2 separate regions of the Sus scrofa genome follow, and region 1 is linked to region 2. Evidence: chromatin contacts called from public HiChIP or PLAC-seq data. All regions are on one chromosome and are shown on one strand. Each heading gives the region's core, a stretch centred on a gene start, on an enhancer-like site or on the middle of the called end of the contact. The rest is flanking DNA. Distances are from core to core; before and after follow the strand shown. Region 1 overlaps LOC106505250 (a long non-coding RNA gene). Region 2 overlaps UBL3 (ubiquitin-like protein 3).

Region 1 (3,957 bases), core at 697-3,196, 210 kb before region 2:
TCCCCCACTTCTGAACCTCTCTCTTCCCTAGATCCTTGTCCACCTCCAGGCCTGGGCTCTTCCGTTTCTCATAGAGGGTCCCGGCAGGGCCGAGGGGCTGACCCCTTCCGGGCTGGAAGTGCAGCCCTTGCTCGGGCAGGCCGAGTGATGGATAAAAGCCTGGACCAGCCACGCAGGCGATTCTCCGAGGCAGGCTTGGGCTGCCCGCGAGACATCGCATCCTTCCTAGCTTCTCTGCCCCTCTGGTTTCCTCAAGGTTGAGGACCCCAGGCCCACAGCAACACAATCCTTCCTAGGTGCCCTGGTCCAAAAAGGATATGTCTGTCAATTTAGTTTGCAACATAAATAAGAATAGAATTTTCTCCCCCTTGGCTCCTTCTTCCTTTTTCTCTTACCCATGCCAGTGGCTCCATTCCGAAGCGTCCACCCGCCACGGCTGCTGGCCCTGACTCACACCTGCCCACTCACAGGGCCCATCGGAGAGGGTCCATAGACGCTGAAACGCCACAACATCTTCCGCATTTAAGTTTCATTAAGGGAATAAAACACAAGGCTGGATTGGGGTTGCCACTGAGAGCTACAGGCTTTTTCAAAGGTTCATAAAAACACGTTTTACTTATTATTTCTGTTTCCATCAAACCATAGACTAAAGTTTATGGTGCTTTATCTGAACATGCTTCTTCATGGAGCCTGTAGGATGTGTTCCCTTTTCAGACAGAAGCCTCTGAGAGTTCGTATTATACATTCGGTATATTTAAGAAACAGAAGCCTCTGAGAGTTCGTATTATACATTCGGTATATTTAAGAAAACAAGGTGCCTCTGAAAGGCATTCCCTCCTGCCAAATATACGGCGCTTGCAGGACAGAAATGCAACGCCTCTGTTTCCCGGGCTGAAGAGTCCAGACGGAGCACTGAGTGTTCTGAGGCTGGTACAGAGCGTTCAGTCAGGGAGCATTCTGGACACTTTGCTGGGCCTACCCCATTTTTACATTTTTACTGCATTTCTGTTCTTTGGCTCCTTAGCCTGTGTGCATCTTGCCGCCGAGATCTCTGATGCACCCAGCCGGAAATCCCTCACCTGGAGAGAGAGAGAGAGAGAGAGAGAGAGAGAGAGAGAGAGAGTGTGTGTGTGTGTGTGTGTGTGTGTGTGTGTGTGTGTGTGTCTGTGTGTGTCTGTGTGTCTGTGTGTCTGTGTGTCTGTGTGTTTGCGCGAGCGCGCTGGAAAAGCACCCCCAGATGACTGAAATTGAACATCTGAAACGGCTGGGAACTCGAGGGAGCTGGCGTCCGCCAGGGGGAGCCGGGGTCCCCGACGGGGGACCGGGCGGGGGGCCCGGGGCATCCGCACGGAGCGCACGGGCCGCTTTAAGAGGGGACTCGGGCTGCGGGGACCAGGCCGGCTGTCCCTGTCCCGCCCGGCAGCCGCCGCAGCGGGGCGGGCAGCCGCGGGCAGGGCGCTGGGCGAACGGGTCACAGAGTCACTAATGCGCCGCGCGGCCGCGGGGCCGGAGCCGCGGGCGGCGGAAACGGCCCGGCCAGAGATTGATCGCAGCGGGAAAGGACTGAGTCGGCGCTGCGGTTCCCGGGAGTCGGGCTCCTGGCGGCGGTGCCCTTTCCTCCCGCACCCGCTGCAGCCATCCTGCTTCTGTGCCTTCAAAAGTGACGTCCCTAAATGTCCAGCCAAAGGCCTCTGTCCTCCTAGGAGATCTCTTGAAAGCCAAGGTCACCGGAAGCAATTTTCTGAAGTTGGCTTTTATGCCGGGCGTCCACGGGGCACTGCGGGGGGCGGGGGGGGGCCTAAATGCCTGCTCCCGCCTAACCAGCCCCTCTCCCCACCTCTCCAAGAAGAGGGGCGAAGTCGGGGTTCCGCAGGCAAGTCTGGGGATGCTGGTGTGCACCTTCGGCTCAGGTGTGGCTGGTGGGTGTGTCCTGAGCAGGTCCGAGCCAGATGCCCTGCTGAACCTCAGTTTCCAGGCAACCCCATCACCCTCACTTTACAGCGGACAAGATCGGGGCTCAGAGAGGCGCAGTAAACTTGCCAAGCTTGCTCACCCAGCTGTGGCAGAGGCCTATCTGACCCCCAACTGCCCGCTGAGGGAGGGTCTGGATTCTCCTAAACCCCCACCAGGAAGCCACTTCCGGGAGAGGCTTAAGTCTTACCACGTTCCCTACTGATAGGAGGGAGGAGTGGACAAAGGAAGTTGCCAAAGCTACTGCCCAACCTTTCCGGGTTCAGAACTCATTATGTAGAAAACGCAGAGACACGAAGCTGGCATAGGTCACTCTTACCAGCAATGGGGCCGGTTTCCTCTGGTGTTGTTTGCCCAGCTTGTGGGAGGAAAAAATGTAGGGGCTGTAGTTTGCTGTGGCCACATAACAAAACACTGCAGACGGGGCTCTGTGTGTGTGTGTGTGTGTGCTTAAACAAGAGAAACATATTGTCTCACAGCTCTGGAGTCTGGAAGTTCAAGATCAAAGCGCTGGCAGGTTAGTTTCTTCTGAGGCCTCTCCCCTTTGCCTGGTGGGTGACTGCCTTCTCATCCTCATAGGGTCTCCCCACTACCACCGCCCCCCGTCCCCCTACCTGCATAGTCTGTGTCTAAATTTCCTCTTCTCATAAGGACACCAGTCAGATTTGACTAGGGTCTACCTTAAAGACTTCCTTTTCACTTAATTGTCTCATCTCCAAAATGGTGACCTTCTGAGACACAGGGGGCTAGGATTTATTTGAATTTGGGGCACAATTCAGCCCATTACAGGGACTTAAATAAGTCTTTGCTGTACGAGGCCTGGCCCTGCAAACTCCGTATGTGCATATGCAAATCAGTCACCTTTTTATGTGTCCACACAGGCATGGTTCCCCAAAACAAGAAGGCCGTGAGAAAATTGCCCAAATACTCGGTACTCTCTTGCCTCTTCCTTGTTTTTAAGAGTCACGAGTCTTTGGTTTGGCTCAAGCGAAATCATGTGTGAAATCCAATAAATGGGAAGTCTTTATTGCTCAACCACTTTTGAAAAATGTCTGTCACAGAGGCCATTTTTTTCCCTCCATCAAGTCTCATGATTTTCTATGAAACCAGCTCATTGTGAGAAAAGGCAGCTTTAAGAAGTGGGATAGAGGGTGTAGTACCGGCTGTCGGACGCTAGGTGGAGCCCCGGGCAGAGGCAGGGACGAGACAAAATGTCTGCAGACACAGCCCAGGCTCTAGATTGGCTTAGAATGAAAAAACAATTCAGTCTCTTTTGAAGTTGGCTCTCTTCAATCAATGAGACACTGACGGCTGTGACGTTAATAGAAAAGTCAGAGTTTTGTTTGTTCGTTTTGAGGTGGTAATGAGATGCCCGTAATCTGGAGATCATAATTGAGCAAAGCTGAAATGGTTATTATTATTGGGAGCTGTTGTTTTCTCTGTCTGCAATGTTGAGAAGCTTCAGCAGCTCTTCCGGACCTCCCCCCCCCCCCGCCCCCGCGTCGTCCTTCCCACACGGTACCCCCCTTCCCTGGGGCCCTCTCCTGCCCAGTTGCTGAGCAGAGTCTCCCGTTTCTGCTAAACATACTGGCTCCTCTGAATGCAATGCACCGAATCCATTGTCAGAAAAGGGGGGGGCATCCTCAGAGCAGGAGATGAGAAGGCGTTTGGGAGGCCCTGTGCTGCGGGGCTGTAAGTGCTGGGTGGCTGGAGAAGCCATGCCCTCAGACGCTCCTACACTGGCCCTCCCCAGCTTTTTTGGGAGGGTAGCTAGGGGCTCTAGGTGGCAGTGGTATCTCCTGGGGTCCTGGTGGGTGATGGCGAGGGTGGACAATGCTCTCCTGGACTTCTCAGAGGCTGCTGGGCCTGAGGTCCTGGGGCTTGCCTTCTCTTCTTCCCTGGGACAAGCTGGATGCCACAGTCGTCCCCAGTCCTGGCTCCACGTTATACCATCTGTGCTGGCCCATCTCTGATGTCCCCCAAGTC
Region 2 (3,977 bases), core at 874-3,373:
TCTGGCGTGGCCTTGAGCTGTGGTGTAGGTCGCAGACTCGGCTCGGATCCCGTGTTGCTATGGTTCTGGCATAGGCTGGTGGCTACAGCTCCGATTCGACCCCTAGCCTGGGAACCTCCATATGCCGCAGGAGTGGCCCAAGAAATGGCAAAAAGACAAAATAATAAATAAATAAATAGACATGAGCATAAGCTATTTTATTGATTTTAAAAAATAGATCATTGCTCAGCATATAGCGTATGGTCCAAGTTGGAAGGTTGTCGTACTTAACTGGCACCAATTTATTTGGATTTCTAACTATCTTCTGGTTTTTTGTTTGTTTGTTTGTCTTGTTTTTAAATAACCTTAGATAATTTTTCTTTAATTCTGAACCTAAGCTTCTAAATTTGTAAAAAGCATAAGTGATATTTTCTAGCTCAGTGCCAGGGGTTCTTTAATAATTCTTGAATTGTTTCTCTGGCACTGATGCATTCTGCTTGTTCATGTCCACAACACTGGACAGTTGTCTAATCTGCTCATGACAATCTTTCCTCTTTATAAGTGGTCCTTCTTTTACTCTCTGAGTCATTTACTTTTCCCCAGGAATTCACCTGTCATTTTACCGTGCACTTTACTGCTGTGTAGTGCTCTTCTTTATTCCTCCCCTTTGAAGTCATCTGCTGCCATTGCTTTTTGTTTTAATGCTAAATGTTTTGATGCTGCTGGATTTACATTCAGTAACAACTTCTGTGAACATACAGTTCGTGTGTGTGTGTGTGTGTGTGTGTGTGTGGTTTTTGTTTGTTTTTGTGACTAGCGTGATGCATTCCCCCCAATGATGCACACTTGGTGATTATGTTAATTAACTTAGGTGGCATATCCTGCGTAAATGCAGAATTTTGTGCTATATTTTACTGATAATCACACTTAATGTTATATACTGATGTTGATGCATTTATCATGTTTGTTTTTTTCATTTCCTGCTTGTCATGCAGAATTCTGCTGCTAAATAATTTGTCACTCTAACCCTAAGTAAACTGATAACTACAATTTAAAATTTTAATAAATAATAATAAAACAATTGTCTCTGAGTAAGGATTCATGAGTATTCCAGTATACCAAGTATAAATGAGAACCTCAGTGTTAAGAGCACATGAGGTCATAGCTATCTGGGGCACCACTAAGCGACAGTATCACTAGTCACAGGTTGATGCAAATTGTCCCTGTGGACTGAATGGGCCTGAGAGGCACAGGCAGCCTGGAACAATCATCGTCTTCATAGCCGGATAGAATGTATTCTTCTTAAATAAGAGAACTTGCTATCAGTTTTGAATAATGAGTTGACTGACAAACATATTGTAAAGAATAGGAGGATTTTTTAAATGTCTTTTTCTTTCTTCTCTCTTCAGGGCAACTGTTTTTCAGTATCGCTGTGGACTGTTTCAGGGCGTGTGTTCCATGATAGTTGTGTGTGGAAGAGTGAGTCTGTCATCACCTGTGTGTAACAGTAAAAAATATTAGAATAACATGGTAATAGTTGGTCCATCCACTTCTGGTTGTATTCTTCTGTTACATGTGCATTGTTGCAGTGTTTCAGGGATGGTGGTTATAGTCTAGCATATTCTGATAGCATTATTCATTCATTTTCCAATGTACTAAATATACCTAGTATTTTTCAGGTACAAGTAACTGAGGTTAACTGTATGAATTAAATGGCACTTTTTCCTCTTTTGAACTAAAAGTAGGGTTTAATTGGGAAATAAAATACAGCCAAAGGCTCATCTTCAAGATTGTTTCGTAGCCACACACATACGCGACTGTGCTTGCTGTTGTAAGTTAGCAACTTATGAAAGAGGAGAACTGCGAAGTTTTGAGATAGGTTTTTCCATCCTCAAGGACTGTAATTTAATTGGAGAGTGAAGACACATGACATAAACTGACTCTTGCTACAACAGATGATGTATGTAGGATGACCTTAGAGTTTGTTATCTAGATTGAGATACTTTTGAGAGGAGAAGCAGGTACCATTACAAATTGGAGTTGTTCCAAGTTATCTCAGGCAAACGTGGACACATAGGGTCACCCCTGATCTGTACCCATGATTGGGTAGAACCCTGAGGGAGGAATGAGGATGTGGGTCAGAAGGGCTTCAGAGGAGGCCTTAGAACTGAAAGAGCAGAATCAGGAAGTCATGCTCGTGAGTCTTGCCAGAATAGGATTTATAATGAATGTGCCATTTTGGCTGGAATAGAAATTTGCGCAGGGAAATTTCTCCGTGTCTGCGGGTACAGAGAGCCATCTTGTGTAAGTGACATGGGATCTGCAGGGGTCTCAGAAGCAGACCCCAGGGATACGGAGGGACAGCTGCCGTTGGACTGTCCACTGTGTCATCTTCAGAGGTTCCTGACCTCGGTGTCCCAGTTAACCATCCTCAGGATGGAGACAGTGGTGCCGTCTCACAGGGTTGTGCCTTCACGCCAGGTATGTGTGGTGCTGGCGAGCTGACAAGTAAATGTTAGTCCCGGAGCCGCACTGACACAGGTTGCCGTCTTTGAAAGTGTTTGGCAGTGTGCAGCCTGGATTGGCGAGAGAGGCAACAGAGAGACCTCGCGAGAATTCAATAACCGAAGGAGGGGAGAGGAGAAAGTAGGGCTGAGTGAAGGAGCACTCTGGGCCTTCCAGCCTGCCTGACTGGGAGACCTGGAGAATTTAGCAGAAATAAATTCAGGAGGGACACCTGTTGTTGAGGAAGAACTAAGTTTAAATCTGAACATTTAGTTTTGAGGAGTTCCCTGGTGGCCTAGCAGGTAAGGATTTAGGTTGTCATTGCTGTGGCTCTGGTCACTACTGTGGTGTGGGTTCAATCCCTGGCCTAGGAATCTGCCTAGCACAGGTGTAGCCAAAAAAAATAGAAACATACAGTTTTGCGAGGACAGCAGGCTGTCTTATTAGATGTGGTCAGCTGGCAGCTGGAGAAGTGAAAGTGGGGCTCCATGAAGAATGGGGGTGTTCCATAAGGGGCAGCTGAAGCCTTGGGTGTTGGCGAGGCTGTCTCAAGGGGATGTTGAGGAGACAGAAGACTGACAAAAGAACCTCGGAAAGCCCGTGTTTGGAGTACAGGAGGAAAAAAATAACAAGAAGCAGCCCCAAAGAGCAGGGGTAGTATTCTCCAAAGTATGTTTTTCTGAACGTACATCTGTGGGATGGTAACAAGTGGTAGGGGAAAGAAAATTGCTTCTGTGGTTAAATACCACAGCTGTTAACGGTAAATGAATTTGTTCACTGCAAGAATTCTTTGGGTTTTTAATGTTAGCGTACATGCCAAATCTCCAAGAGGTGAATAGATGAAGTAATGCTTTGCGGATTGGTCTGACCACTTTGCTCCCCCAGAATACTTCATGGATGTTCATGTTCCAGAAAGCACATTTTGGGAATTACAGAAGCCTAACAAGGAAAGATTTTCAAGGAAAAAGGGGTTAAACTGTGTCAGATGTTGCAGAGAGACGGAGGAAGATGCGAAATGAGAAGCAGTTGATGTTTTTTATTAGATGCGCCTAAGTGAGCTTTACAAGTTTGGCCTCAGCAGGCACTGGTTTATAGGGAATTGAAGATAGGAGTTAGTGATGTGACAAGGACGGAAAGGCAGTGGGTTTATGTCATTAAACCTCCATTAATTCAAATGTAAAATGTGACGGGCGTGGGGGGGGCGGAGGGAGTTCCCGTGGTGGCTCAGCAGGTAACAAACCTGACTGGTATCCATGAGATTGTGGGTTCAAACCCTGGCCTCGCCCAGCGGGTTGAGTATCCAGTGTTGCCGTGAACTGTGCCCACAGTTTAGACTTGATGCTCTGCTTGTGGCTAGAAAATAATTGTAATGCGTGCCTTTGCCCTAAGAAAGAAAAAGCTATAGATTCTCTGAGGGACTGTCCTAGGTGACTGTTCCACCTCTCATATCATATGATTGCATTAAACACAAAGGCCACGTTATTGAAGAATAT

Evidence for each region. HiChIP or PLAC-seq counts read pairs in DNA pulled down with a chosen protein or histone mark.
Region 1: an H3K27ac HiChIP or PLAC-seq map of alveolar macrophages shows a contact between it and region 2. The contact joins two enhancer-like sites. A contact is called at or near these places in 6 of 47 Hi-C or Micro-C datasets (embryonic fibroblasts, epiblast stem cells, fetal liver and 3 more) and 1 of 2 datasets of contacts at active chromatin or transcription factors (alveolar macrophages).

Annotation. Positions count from the first base shown.
Region 1 is chr11:6,930,245-6,934,201 of Sscrofa11.1, reverse strand. All of the region lies in intron 2 of LOC106505250 (a long non-coding RNA gene), which reads left to right. Among named protein-coding and RNA genes, the nearest start is that of KATNAL1, 130 kb to the left of the region's middle. Within about 2 kb of position 1,946, at least 34 of the 83 cell types and tissues checked have an H3K27ac peak or open chromatin away from gene starts, as enhancers often do. A contact at or near this core is called in alveolar macrophages, where this site is marked.
Region 2 is chr11:6,721,892-6,725,868 of Sscrofa11.1, reverse strand. The region is part of intron 1 of UBL3 (ubiquitin-like protein 3); the gene reads left to right. Among named protein-coding and RNA genes, the nearest start is that of UBL3, 40 kb to the left of the region's middle. Within about 2 kb of position 2,123, at least 5 of the 83 cell types and tissues checked have an H3K27ac peak or open chromatin away from gene starts, as enhancers often do. A contact at or near this core is called in alveolar macrophages, where this site is marked.